Regions from separate parts of the Mus musculus genome. Here region 1 is linked to region 2. The links are chromatin contacts, called in public HiChIP or PLAC-seq maps. All regions are on one chromosome and are shown on one strand. The core of a region is the stretch at or near the end of the contact, and the rest is flanking DNA. Distances in the headings are between cores, read along the strand shown.

The links. HiChIP or PLAC-seq counts read pairs in DNA pulled down with a chosen protein or histone mark.
Region 1: a contact with region 2 is called in an H3K27ac HiChIP or PLAC-seq map of microglia, with 4 times the contacts expected there. The contact joins two enhancer-like sites. A contact is called at or near these places in 3 of 39 promoter capture datasets (the C10 cell line and liver), 1 of 15 datasets of contacts at CTCF or cohesin (the NIH/3T3 cell line), 1 of 115 datasets of contacts at active chromatin or transcription factors (microglia) and 1 of 9 other capture datasets (adipose tissue).

Annotation. Positions count from the first base shown.
Region 1 is chr17:74,262,080-74,268,231 of GRCm38.p6, reverse strand. The region is part of intron 1 of Memo1 (mediator of cell motility 1); the gene reads left to right. Among named protein-coding and RNA genes, the nearest start is that of Gm52299, 11 kb to the left of the region's middle. Within about 2 kb of position 2,976, at least 120 of the 459 cell types and tissues checked have an H3K27ac peak or open chromatin away from gene starts, as enhancers often do. A contact at or near this core is called in adipose tissue and microglia, where this site is marked.
Region 2 is chr17:73,931,750-73,937,905 of GRCm38.p6, reverse strand. Xdh (xanthine dehydrogenase) reads left to right here. Exons shown (of 36, transcript NM_011723.3): 5 at 1,908-2,034; 6 at 3,043-3,104. It also overlaps the pseudogene Gm18068. Among named protein-coding and RNA genes, the nearest start is that of Xdh, 15 kb to the left of the region's middle. Within about 2 kb of position 2,810, at least 30 of the 459 cell types and tissues checked have an H3K27ac peak or open chromatin away from gene starts, as enhancers often do. A contact at or near this core is called in adipose tissue and microglia, where this site is marked.

The sequences.
Region 1 (6,152 bases), core at 1,727-4,226, 330 kb before region 2:
TCCCCAGTGGCCTTTTAAGGGCCTTAGGCAGAACTGAATGGAACCTGAAGTACAATCTTTATTGAGACTGGTTATTATTATTTTTTAAATCATAGAATCATGCTGACATTGTTGTTACAAGTATTTTGCTTGTATATATGTAAGTTTATCATGTGTGCAGTTCCTACGTAGGCCTGAAGAGGGCACCGGATCCTCTGGAACTGAATTTACATGTGGCTGTGAGCTATCAGATATGGGTGCTGGGAACGGAACTGAGGCCCTCTGCGAGAATAGAAAATGCTTTAAACCACTGAGACATCTCTCCGGCCTGTCCTGAGACAGGTCAGTTTTGAGCTTATTATAGGTCATGCCCAATCTCGGGGGAGAGAAATCGTAGTCTGTCTTCCATTCCATCTTCAAAATTACATTTGTTTATTTATGTGTATGTGTGTGGGTTTCACATGCCGTAGTGTGTATTTAGAGATCAGAGGATATCTTGTAGGAGTTGATTCTCTTTAACCACATGGGTCCTAAGGATTAGACTAGGTCGTCAGGCTTGCTGATAAACACCTTTCCCTACAGAGTTATCTCACTGGCCTCCTTTTTTTTTCCTTTTTAAAAACAAGTTTAAAAGGTGGCTGTGGAGATGCCATAAGTAAAATTATACTATGATAACGTAAGACCAGAGGCCACTAGGGCTGCCCATGTGTGTGCATGTTCCTGTGCCTGTAAGTTAGATACTGAAGCTCTGTAGCTGAAAAGGGAGAAAGGCTGTAAGCAGTTGTTGGTTGTGTTGAAATGCTTGTTTGTTGGTGAGAGCCGTTGACTAGAGAGTTCCATCCTTGGGATTTGATTTAGCTCATTATGGATAGGCTTAAATGGGGGGGTGCATTTACTTAGAGTTAATGAGAATTGTGTGTGGAATTCTAGGAAAGGGTAGAGGTTTTCCCAAGAAAGGACTTACCCTCACTTCTCTCCTCCTGTGAGGTTTTCTAGATAGGCCATATGTTAGGCCTGGTCCCAGGCACCTTGGGTGGTTTTGGATTGCATTAGCCTCCTAGAGATCTTGGAGTTTGCCTCTCTTTTCCTGTGGCTTTGTAGTCTGCCCCACTCCACTTTTTTTTTTTTTTTCCTTTGCCATTGAATTGAATGCCAGACCTATATAAGTTAGTTGAAAAAAAAACTTTGCTTGTAGCCGGGCAGTGGTGGCGCACGCCTTTAATCCCAGCATTTGAGAGGCAGAGGCAGGTGTTTTTCTGAGTTCGAGGCCAGCCTGGTCTACAGAGTGAGTTCCAGGACAGCCAGGGCTACACAGAGAAACCCTGTCTCGAAAAACAAAACAAAACAAAAAAATTACTATGCTTGTATTTGATGTTTTGTGCATAGCCTACTTTTTACTTAATAGACTTTAAACAATTGGGCCTTTTCTGAATTTTTCTGTATGGCAGCTATTGAAGAAGAATTGAGAAAATTAAAAAGGATAACTTATTTTAAATTATGTGTCTGTGTGAGGGTGTGTGCATATGAACGCTGGTGCTTGTAGAGGCCAGAAGTGGGCATTGGATTCCCTGGTGGTTGTGAGCCATCTATCCTGTGTGCACAGAACTCAGCTCTAGTTGTCTGTAGCAAGCACTCTTAACCACTCTTACTGCCCCACTGGTATGTTTATAAAAAGAGAGAGAGAGAAAGAGAGAGAGAGAGAAAATATGAATATGTTCTATGGATGTGTGGTAGGTATGGGGGACCAGCCACATGATGGTATAGTGTAGAATAGAGTTTATTCAGGACATGGGGAGGGGAGTTAAGAGGGTAGTAGAGGCAGAGAAAGGCAGAGAGAGGGAGTAGAGAAATAAAGGTGTGTGTGTGTGTGTGTGTGTGTGTGTGTGCGCGCGCGCGGGGGGGGGGGTGGGGTGGGGGGAGGGTGTAGGGAAGGGATGGGGGAAGAGAAGAGCCCAAGAGGGCAAGAGAGGGAGGAGAGGGCAAACAGCCCCCTTTATAGTGGGTCAGGCCTACCTGGCTGTTGGCAGGTAACTGTGGGAAGGAGCTTAAACAGAATGCTAACACCGGTCCCCTACAGTTTTGATGTCTTGTTCATATTCTAGGCTGACCTTGAATTTGGGGCACTCTTCCTGTGTCAGCTTTTAAGTACCAGTGTTACAAGTTTTGAGCCATCATACCTGAGTACTTAGTTATTGTTGCTTAATTGTTGAATTTTCTGATGCTGGGGAATTGAAATCAGAATCTTGTGTATGCTGAGCAAGGATATTATATATATTACCAGTCTTCTTTTCATAAGGATGTTGTCACCAGTAGCTGGCTGAGGACTATTTTGTTCTACCCAGATAGAAGTTGTGTGTAGGAAAGGGGAAATTCTTCAAATGCTGGTCTCTAAGCAGCCTTTTTTTTTTTTTTTTTTTTTTTTTTTTGCATTGGTGTTTAGTAACTGCAAGCTTTGCCAGTAAGGTAGCAGAAGCCAGAGGTACCCTCTAGGGTTCTAGTCCTCCAGTTTCTGGGTATTGGAATCCTTAGCCCTATAAATGTTATAGGCCCTGTGTAGGCCTTAACTACTAAGTAGTCGTTGGTATAACCCCTCAGCATGGGCAATGAAGACTTACTACAATTCTGTGGGAACCTGCTAACCTGCAGTATCTGTTGATTACTTCTGCACACACACTTTTGATCCTTCATATGCATAATCCTCTTGTCACATATGCTCTCCTTCTGCTTTCTTCTTCCTTCCCGTCCATTTGAACTGTTTGTTCAGTTGCTTCTAAAGTTGTCAAGGAGCCGTGTGTCCGTAGTGTCCCCCTGCCCCCACTCTGGTGCATGCTGGGATATTTGGGAATAGTTTGGGTATGAATTCAGGCCTGGGGAAGTGGGGATGGGTTGTGAGCTGGGCCGTTTGGGAGCCACCCAGAAGTCAAGAGCACAGGCCAGGACTGCCACTCTGCAGGACTACAGCTGCTTCTTCAGCTGTTTAAGCCTCTTCATCTGTGGGGCTTTCATTGTCAGCACCACTGCCATTCTGCTGTTTCTGCTCGCTGCTGCTGCTACTGCCCCTGCCTCTCTCCTCTCCCACCTCCCTCTGGCGACCAGTTCAGCCACATTACTGAAAGTAGGCAAGAAAGACCATTTAGAGAAGCATTTTATTGCGCCTAATGCTGCAGTTTTAGGGGAAGCAGCACAGGAGAGTGTCTCCCAGCTGGCTCACTCAGTGAGCCTGACCAGCTTTATAGAGCCCCAGAAGCCGCCTTTGCACCCATCATCCCCTTTGTTTTGGGTCATTCACATCCACTTGTTTGAACATTATCTCTTTGTACTCATCATAGCCACTGAGTTGAACCAATCACCTCTCTGAGGGAAAAGTGCTTCCTTTTGGCCAAAGTGGAAATGATTTCAAGGTCATCTAGATTTCACTCAGGACTGTGAAAGGAAAAATTTGGTGCAAACTGTTTCACACAATTTTGGCTGGGGCTGTGCCTTCAGGAGCCAAGGCAGTCAGCTGCAGTCTGCTTAGTTGTCTCAAGGTATCCATGGAATGTTGAGGATGGCTGTAGCTGGCAAAAGAGTAGTCTGGCTGGCTGTTACTCTAATAGTCTTTTTTCCCAAGACAGAAAGGGTAATGAGGGAGAATACAGCACCTGCTAACCAAGGAGTCCAGTTGCCCATCCCCAGTGCCTTTCTTTATGGTATTAACAGTCTGAAGACAGGGCTGGGGCTGGGGGTGGGGAGTGCACCCTTTGATCTCAGCACTCAGGAGGCAGAGGCAGCTGGATGAGACTGTCCTGGTCTTCCAGAGCAAGTTCCAGGACAGCCAAGGGAACAAATATAAACCAAAAGCAAAAACAACACACAAACTCAAACAGTATAAAGATAAAGAACTTAAACTAATACTGGTCGTAATCTTTTTTTAGGTTTATTTTATGTGTATTGGTGTCTTCAAGAGCAAACAAGTTCTAACAACTGAGCCATCCTCCAGCCCCACTAGTAATGATTTAATAGTTTACTAAGTAGTATACAGGGAAGGGTAGGTTCTCCTCAGACCTTAATACAAAATAGTCTCTAATTATGCATGGACTTTACAATTTAAATGTATACTTTGTGTAGTTTGGTATAGTAGACCCATGTTCATGCTTGTACTCTGCTGATAGTAAACAGGATAGTTAGGAAGGCTGTAATTAATGTGTTTAAAAGTTGCTTTGATGTCCACAGATGGAAACTGCTACCAAACCAAATGCTGGTGGTTTTAATTACACTTTCCTTACCATGAAATCCTGCCGTGAGTGCTGTAGTGCTAACTATGGGATTGTTAGCTTGTACTGCATTTTTAGAGTGAATATGTAGATAAAAGTTGTACAAACTCTGACCATTAAAAATGCACTTTTTTCATCTCTAAACATAGATCCATTTGCCTACAAATGAATAGATGAGCAGACATCCTTGTTTGATCTTAGAGTAACAGAACTCAGGTCATAGCCGGTAAATATGGTGGTAGCCATGGATTTGCCACATGCGTGTTTGCCTTATTTAGGACAGTCACTTTCCTTAACAGAATTTGAAGAACAATGGACAGTGACTTTTAGCAAGTGGGTCTTGCCTCCCAAGTACGGTAATAAGTGATTATATCTAAAATTTATCTTTAAAAATTTGATGTTTTGAAGCTGGTGAGGCGGCTTAGCAAATAAAGGTCCTTTGTGCATTAGCTTGGTGACCTTGGAACCTATACAAAGAAGGAAGGCAAAACCAACTTCAGAGTTGTCTTTTACTCTTTTTAATCTTTTTCTTTAAGATTTATTTATTATTACATGTAAGAACATTGAAGCTGTCTTCAGACACCCCAGAAGAGGGCATCAGGCCTCATTACACATGGTTGTGAGCCACCAGTGGTTGCTGGGATTTGAACTCAGGATCTTTGGAAGAGCAGTCAGTGCTCTTAACTGCTGAGCCATCTCTCCAGCCCCCCAAAGTTGTCTTTTAAACAAACATACTTTCTCTCTCTCTCTCTCTCTCTCACTAAAAATTTAAAAATTGAAAGATTTGAGGATATTTAGATAAGTTTTAAAATTTTTATTCAGATTTTTGCTGCTACTAGATAGAAATACAAATTATTTTGTATATTTAACCTTGCTTTTTAAAATTGGAGTTTTAAATTTTTATCTTATATGTTTTACCTGCCTGTATATATGCATGTGTACCAAATGTGTGCTTAGTGCCTACAGAGATCAGAGGAGGTCATCAGGTCCCCTAGAGCTGGAGCTGTGGATGGCTGGGAGCCACTAGCTTTGTATTTCTTTTTTTTTTTCTTTTTGATTTTTCGAGACAGAGTTCTTTGTGTAGCCCTGGCTGTCCTGGAACTCACTCTGTAGACCAGGCTGGCCTCGAACTCAGAAATCCGCCTGCCTCTGCCTCTCGAGTGCTGGGATTAGAGGCATGCGCCACCATGCCCGGCGTGGACAGTGCTCTTAACCCCTGGGCCATCTCTCCTGCCCTTTCCTTTTTTCTATATGCTAATTTTATAAGGCTTTTAAGGAGGTTATCTGAATCTAGTTTCTCCTTCCACCCAAGTCTCCTACATTACTTTCCCTCCCTCATTGGTGCATCTTGGTTCTATGCCCAAGAGTCTGATCTTCCACACTTTGGTTTCCCTTCCCCCCTTCCTCCACGCCTCCTTCCTTCCTGTCTCTGAAGCAGTGTCTCTCTGTGTCCTCTAAGCTGGCCTTGAGTCCACTATTATTCTGCATAGGCTACTTTGTGATAGGATTGTAGACACATGCTACAATGTACAGTTTCTTGATCTATTTTAATATTTGCTGCCATCATTTGTCCATTGACCACTCTATCATTCGCTTGACCATTTTAAATGACTCTCAGATCTATGATTTGTTCTCAGTTCCTCTTCCTGCCCCAATGACTTTTACTCTTTACCACCGGAGCATTTATTATCTAGGATTACATACTATATTTATTTTGTCTAAAATCAGTCTTTTTTAAAATTTATTTCATATTTGATGTGTATGGTGTATGGTGTGGCTGTTTTGCCTGGATGTGTGCCTGTGTACCATGTGAGTGCAGTGCCATGGAAACGGAAAGAAGTGTTAGGTCCCTTGGGGCTGGTATTACAGTTTTTAGCTTTTTTATGGGCATTGGGAACCAAATCCAGGTCCTTGGACGAG
Region 2 (6,156 bases), core at 1,561-4,060:
AGTATCCAGGTTCTGGCCTCAGCCCTGCCCTTCTCCATTCTTACAATCTCATGGCAGGTACGTTGGAACATCCACTACCTGCAAATGGTACACACTTGCACTTTCAACTTTGACCTCTCCTCAGAAGTTACTCGTTTGCAATTGCCTACTTGATACCACAGCACAAATGTCTAATCTCAGCTGTAGGAAAAACCCATTTTGTCCATAACATCTTCCTTCCTGGGTATTGCTCTATTTAAGCCAATGGCAAAGCAGTCCATTCTTACTTTCCAAGGATCCAGGAGTAATCTTTGATCCCCTCACATACTACACCCTATCCATCCAGAAGTGTGATCCACTCTCTAAACCATCTATGATAGCTCCCCCATCTGTTTAACTCTCACTACTTTGATCCATGTCATTATCTCTTTTTAGCTGGCTATACTATATTCCGAAGACCCATTTCTGTGTTTGTTTTTAGAATGCAATTTCCACCCAGCAGCCCAAAGTGATTTATTTTTTTAAAGCCATGAATCACATCACTGCTGGCTGAAATCTCCTAAGGCTGCCCATCACACAGAGAAGGTTCTGTAGCTTGCCCCAGCTTGTGAGGAGCTGCTTTCCCACCCAAAGTGTTTAGCGTCAGCAGGTTCCGCCCATATTCTCTCAGCTGCTCTGGCACGCCAAGCTCGTGCTGTATCAAGCATTCTTGCTGACAGTTCTCTTTTCTTGATCCTAACTGCGATATTGAAACCAGCCTCGAGATCCTTTCTAGAGTGGTTCAGTCACTCTGGATCATGTAATTGTGCAAATCTTCTGCACAGCGCTGGCCACCACATGGAATTTTTCTTATTCCATTTTTATCAAAATTGCACTATTACAGTCCAGGCTTCATGGAATTTCTCCCCATCTCTCTTCTCTGTTTATATAACCTTTCATGCCTACTGCATACTAGGTTCTTGATCCATGTTCACAAAATGAATGGGTAGACTACAGATACAGATGTTATAACGTCCTGTCAGTTTTACTCAAGTACCGAGAAAGATTCCCAAGAGACAGAAAAAGGAGAAAGCCATGTAGATGAGGAACAGGAACTGGAAGTAAAACCCACCAGCTTTGGTGGGAGTTTTGTGACATTCTATGCATATAGTAAACTCAGCTTAGCGCCTGGTCCAGTTCTCATGTCCTCCCTGTGCTCCGAGGGTACCTTCACTTAACAATCCAGGAATGCAGTGGTGGGTTTGAATAGGGCACACTCTGTGGTCCTTCAGGAGTGGTGCTTGAATTTCACTGCAGGCTCATGTAGTCAAAAGAACGCAGCACAGTGTTTCTATTTAAGATACTTGAACCGGGGTAAATTCCTAAACTCTCTGTGCTAGAACTAACAGTATTCTCTAAAGGACTTGTCCACTAATGGCTAACATTGATGGATGCCTACAGAATGCCAGGGACAACACCAGGAGTTTGAGGCTGTCCTGGTGGCTGTAAACCAAGCTGTTCAGGAGACTAGGATAGAAGGAAATCAAGTTCGAGGCCTGCCTGTACTACACAATGAGACATCATCATAAACAAACAAACAAACAAACATACATACAAACAGTAGAAAAAGGTCTACAGATATTCAATAATAGAGTCCCTGCCTAGTATGTTCAGGGCCCTAGCGTTATTCGATAACAAACAAATAGAAAGAAATAAGGAGGGGATAAAGAAGAGAAAAAAATAGAGTTTTATATGAATGACTTTAAAAAAAAATCCATAGCTGTAATTAGTGGGATGGTCTCCGTCATGAAGATGAGGAATCTGTGCCACCTCAGATGGGCTCAGTGGCCTGATGGAGACCCTCACAGCTTTAAGCAAATATGAAGGAGCTGGGGAGGTGGGGTTTCTGCCAACATGAGCATGTGTTATCTGTCTTTTTTTTTTTTTAGGAGAGAATTGCCAAAAGCCATGGTTCCCAGTGTGGGTTCTGTACCCCTGGTATTGTCATGAGTATGTACACACTGCTCCGAAACAAGCCTGAGCCTACTGTCGAGGAGATCGAGAATGCCTTCCAAGGTGTGGACCTTTAGGCGCAGCCCAGGGAGTGGGATGGCACATGGGTCCTGAACAGGTCAAGACAATGACAGTCAAGAATGGGCTGGGAATGCCAGGTGTTGCTCTTCTGAGAGCTCTGGCTATAAAACATGGTAGCCAAGATCTGCTGGGAAGTTCACCTTCTTCTGGTTGACCAGGTTGGTCCCTGCTTCCTGGGATGTCTAGATCCTACCCTTCATGGGGCAACCTTGTCCCAAGACAACCACTGACATTTGAGAAGCTGTCTAGAGCAGTGCTTGTCAACCTTCCTAATATTACGACCCTTGAGTACAGTTCCTCATGCTGTGGTGACTCTCTACTATTTACTATATATACTTTCATTACTATTTCAAAACTGTAAAGTTGCTACTGTTATGAATCATGATGTAAATGGATTTGGAGACAGACTGTTGCCAACGAGGTTGTGACCCACAGGTTGAGAGCTGTTGGCCTCGGATTCTTTCACTTGACTTCCATCAGAACAAGCTTGACCAGGGTGATTGCTGCTCAGGAGGAAGAGAGACTAGATGCTGAGTCATAGCAGATGCTCACTTCCCGATTCATCTCCTGTGACTGGATTATAGCTCTCTATCTAGGGAATTAAATCCAGAAAGTTTCCCACCCATTCAATATCTCAGCCGATTTTTGAGCCCTATGCTTTGTACTATCTGAAGTGTGAAGGACACAGGATAAAAGATAGGAGTCCCTTCCTCCAGAGACTCCCACTCTGAAGAGGGAGCATGACTGGTAATATAGTTTGAGAAGCTCAGTGAGAAGGTGATCAGACACTCTGAAAGGGTCAGGGTGGGCTTGCTCTAGGCATTGTGGGAAGGCACCGGGATGGGTGTTTTAGAGACAGAAATGTAAGCAGGAGCAGGGCCTCATAGGCAGCAGACATAGGAGGTCGAAGGTCAAGCACATGCAGCAAAGTCATAAGTCCTCATCCCCTGGAAGGGACGTTAACTTTACAGCTTTCCCCTTGGCCTGCAGGAAACCTCTGCCGCTGTACAGGCTATAGACCCATCCTCCAGGGATTCCGGACCTTTGCCAAGGTAAGTGGGGCCCTGGAGTGGGCACAGCCTGCCCCTAAATCAGGAAACTGCAAAAAGCACAACTGGGAGGATGCCAAGGACCTTAGGTCTATTGGGAGGAAGAATGAAGCAAGCCAGTGTAGTGAGCCCTCCTCCTAGGTAATATGTGCTAAGGCAAGCAGACGCTACCTTCTTATCCCTGGTGTGAAATTTCCTGCTGGCAAGGCCTGCAGCTCAGATTCTCTGGAAGATGTGCACTACCCAAGTGTTACCTTCCTACAATGCCTGGAGACTTGGCCACTTTCCTTGATGATTGGCAGGCTCTGCTTGCACAGGTACCGAATGTGGCATTTAACAGCATCCCTGCCTGGCTCAGCCTCATACCCCTCCTCCTTCCTTCTCTTAGCTGCTGTCACAGTTGGCACTCTGCTGGCCTCGTGGAGCTGATAATCAGATCTCCAGACAGTTTGTGAACCACTTCAGAGTTCATAAACCTCTAGTCTGAAGCCATAGCTCGGTGTGTGTTCACTGGTGGTGTAAACACAGACACACACACCCGCTATGTGGTGAGGGTAGAATGTTGGCCTCTCTGCTCTTGAATTATCCACTCCAGTTTTTACCTGACTCCTCAGCTGGGTTAAGAGGATTCTAACTTCAATCAAACTTTCTCATCATGGTTTGATTGCGGGTCTGCGGAGAGTTAGGCCGTGGAGTTCCTCACTAACCTTTAGGGCAAGCACATCAGGAGAAAGTGTTGGGTTTCTGTAACTCGGGAAGGCTGAGTGAAGGTGGTGATCCAGCAATCCGATCATGAAGTAGGAGCTATGCAATTAGGTAGAACTGATGGAAATGGTGGATCATGAGTCAAGGATTATAATAGCTACCGTGCAGTGTTTATAAAACTTAAGTTGGGAGGTCTATACGGTGGGAATCTATGCTGGGATTTGCAAACAAGGCTTTCCCATGAAGCAACGTGTCTTGACTCATGCCAGATGCACTTACTGTTGAGTAAGGGAAATTCTTGTAGTAGACCAAGGAGACCTGGAGGGAGGAAGTGCAAGTCCGTTCAGGAATGCATTGTGGATGCCAGTATGAGTTGTCTTAACTTGGTTGTTAAGCACAAAAGAGAAAAGGTTATCCCTGGACTGATAGATACTGCTGTGATTTGATAGTTGGGGCCCAAAAGAGCTAGAAGAATCTTAAAGCTTTTCAATCTCTCTAAAGAAGATGATGTCCATCAATACTTTGCCAGAAAGCCCTTAAACAAAGAATGTAAGCCCAGAGCCAAAGTACAAAGATTCAGCAACTTGCTATTTCACGTGTCCTGAAACACAAATGTTGGTGTATTACTCTGAGGAAATAATGTAGTAGTTAGCAAAATGCGGAGGCTGTGGACTATGCTAAATGTTTGGTAAAGAGAATGAAGGAACTTAAACACACACATGCACATGCAAACACACACACACACACACACACACACACACACACACACATATCAGGAATAGATTGCTGAGAGATGTCAGCTCTCCTAGTTGAGAGCTTCTACTATATCTGAGTCCAGTAATAAATAAGACTTTGAGAGGAGCAAACACATGATCAGAGTTTGAAAAAAAAAATCAAGTACCACTCACAGAGCTTTTAGGGACAATACCTAGTACAATAGGCCTTCAACAAGTGACACTTTAAGTGATGGTGTTGACACCTGTCTTCTCTTATCTGACATATGCTCTTCATGAACTGCCCAGGCTTCTCTGAGAAGCAAGGATTGTTGATCTTGTCTCGTGCACACATCTTAGGGTCCTGCTTAAAGATATACAATCTAGCCCCGAGAGTGCTTCAAAAGAGACCAATGTCAGCAGCTCTCCTCTCCTCCGGGTCTCCTGGACTGAGTGCATGATCTCAATGTGGAGTACTCTATCCCTCTCAACCCAGTCCTTCCTGAGTTGAGAGGAGAGCTCTAAACAGCCTGAAGGCCTGGCACTGAGCAAGCATGTAGAAGTGCCTTCATGTTCCTTCCCTGGAGCCTCTGGGATTCTTATTTAGAGACTGTTTACTTTTGTCCCTGGATGTATCAAGCTTGGATTTCCTATTTTCTCATATACATCACATGGCTAATGAAGCTTGAGCAGATTCTGGTAGAGCTGGGCACATGGCTGACATAAAGAATGACTGTGTGTGTTTACCAGAGAGGAAGTGGAAGGATAAGCCATTAGAACAGGCGGAAGCAGGATTTCCATTTTCCACTATGGTGTGTGAGGGGTGCAGATGTTTTCAGTCCATGCAAAGCCAGACAACTGGAAGGTAACAACTCTACTCTGATTCTTTGTGGGGAGGGAAGTTAGAGGACCAGCTGCTGTTCCTCAGGTAGAAGATAGACAGCGAAGTCCAGACAATCACAGGCACAAGAAGGAATATATGAAAGGGAAGAGAAAATATTATAATTATAGTACAATCTCAAAAAAAATATTGAAAAGAGCAGAAACATATAGATGTTGTACCAGAGTTTCTTCTTCTCTTATCATATCATATCATATCATATCATATCATATCATATCATATCATATCATATCATATCATATCATATGTCTACCAAACTAGGAAGAAGATAAATTTTCAACTTCAGACTCCTCCAACCACCTTGACTCATCTAAGGAAGGAATAGACTCCAGAAAGGTCCTTGTGACATTCATAGTATAGGGGCAGACTCACATATTGACAGAAGTCCTTTTATTCAGTACAGGTATACTGACAGAGGTCTTTTAATTCAGTACAACATATCTTCTCTCCAGTAAAAATAAACATCACAATACATACACAGGGCAAACACAATTTGAAGAGAATGAACATACAACAGGATTGGAGTTGATACGACAGAGGTGTTAGAATGATAGAATCACGACTTTATAAAAATAATATAATTGCTAAAGGTCTTAATGGAAAAAATAGACATGCAGTAATAGATAGGTAATGAAACACTAGCATCAAAGCCACTATAACAGAATGAAGAATGACCTTGCTGGGCTTATTTGTGGCGTTAATGTTCAGGAAAGCAGTTCTGAGACTGAGGATATGA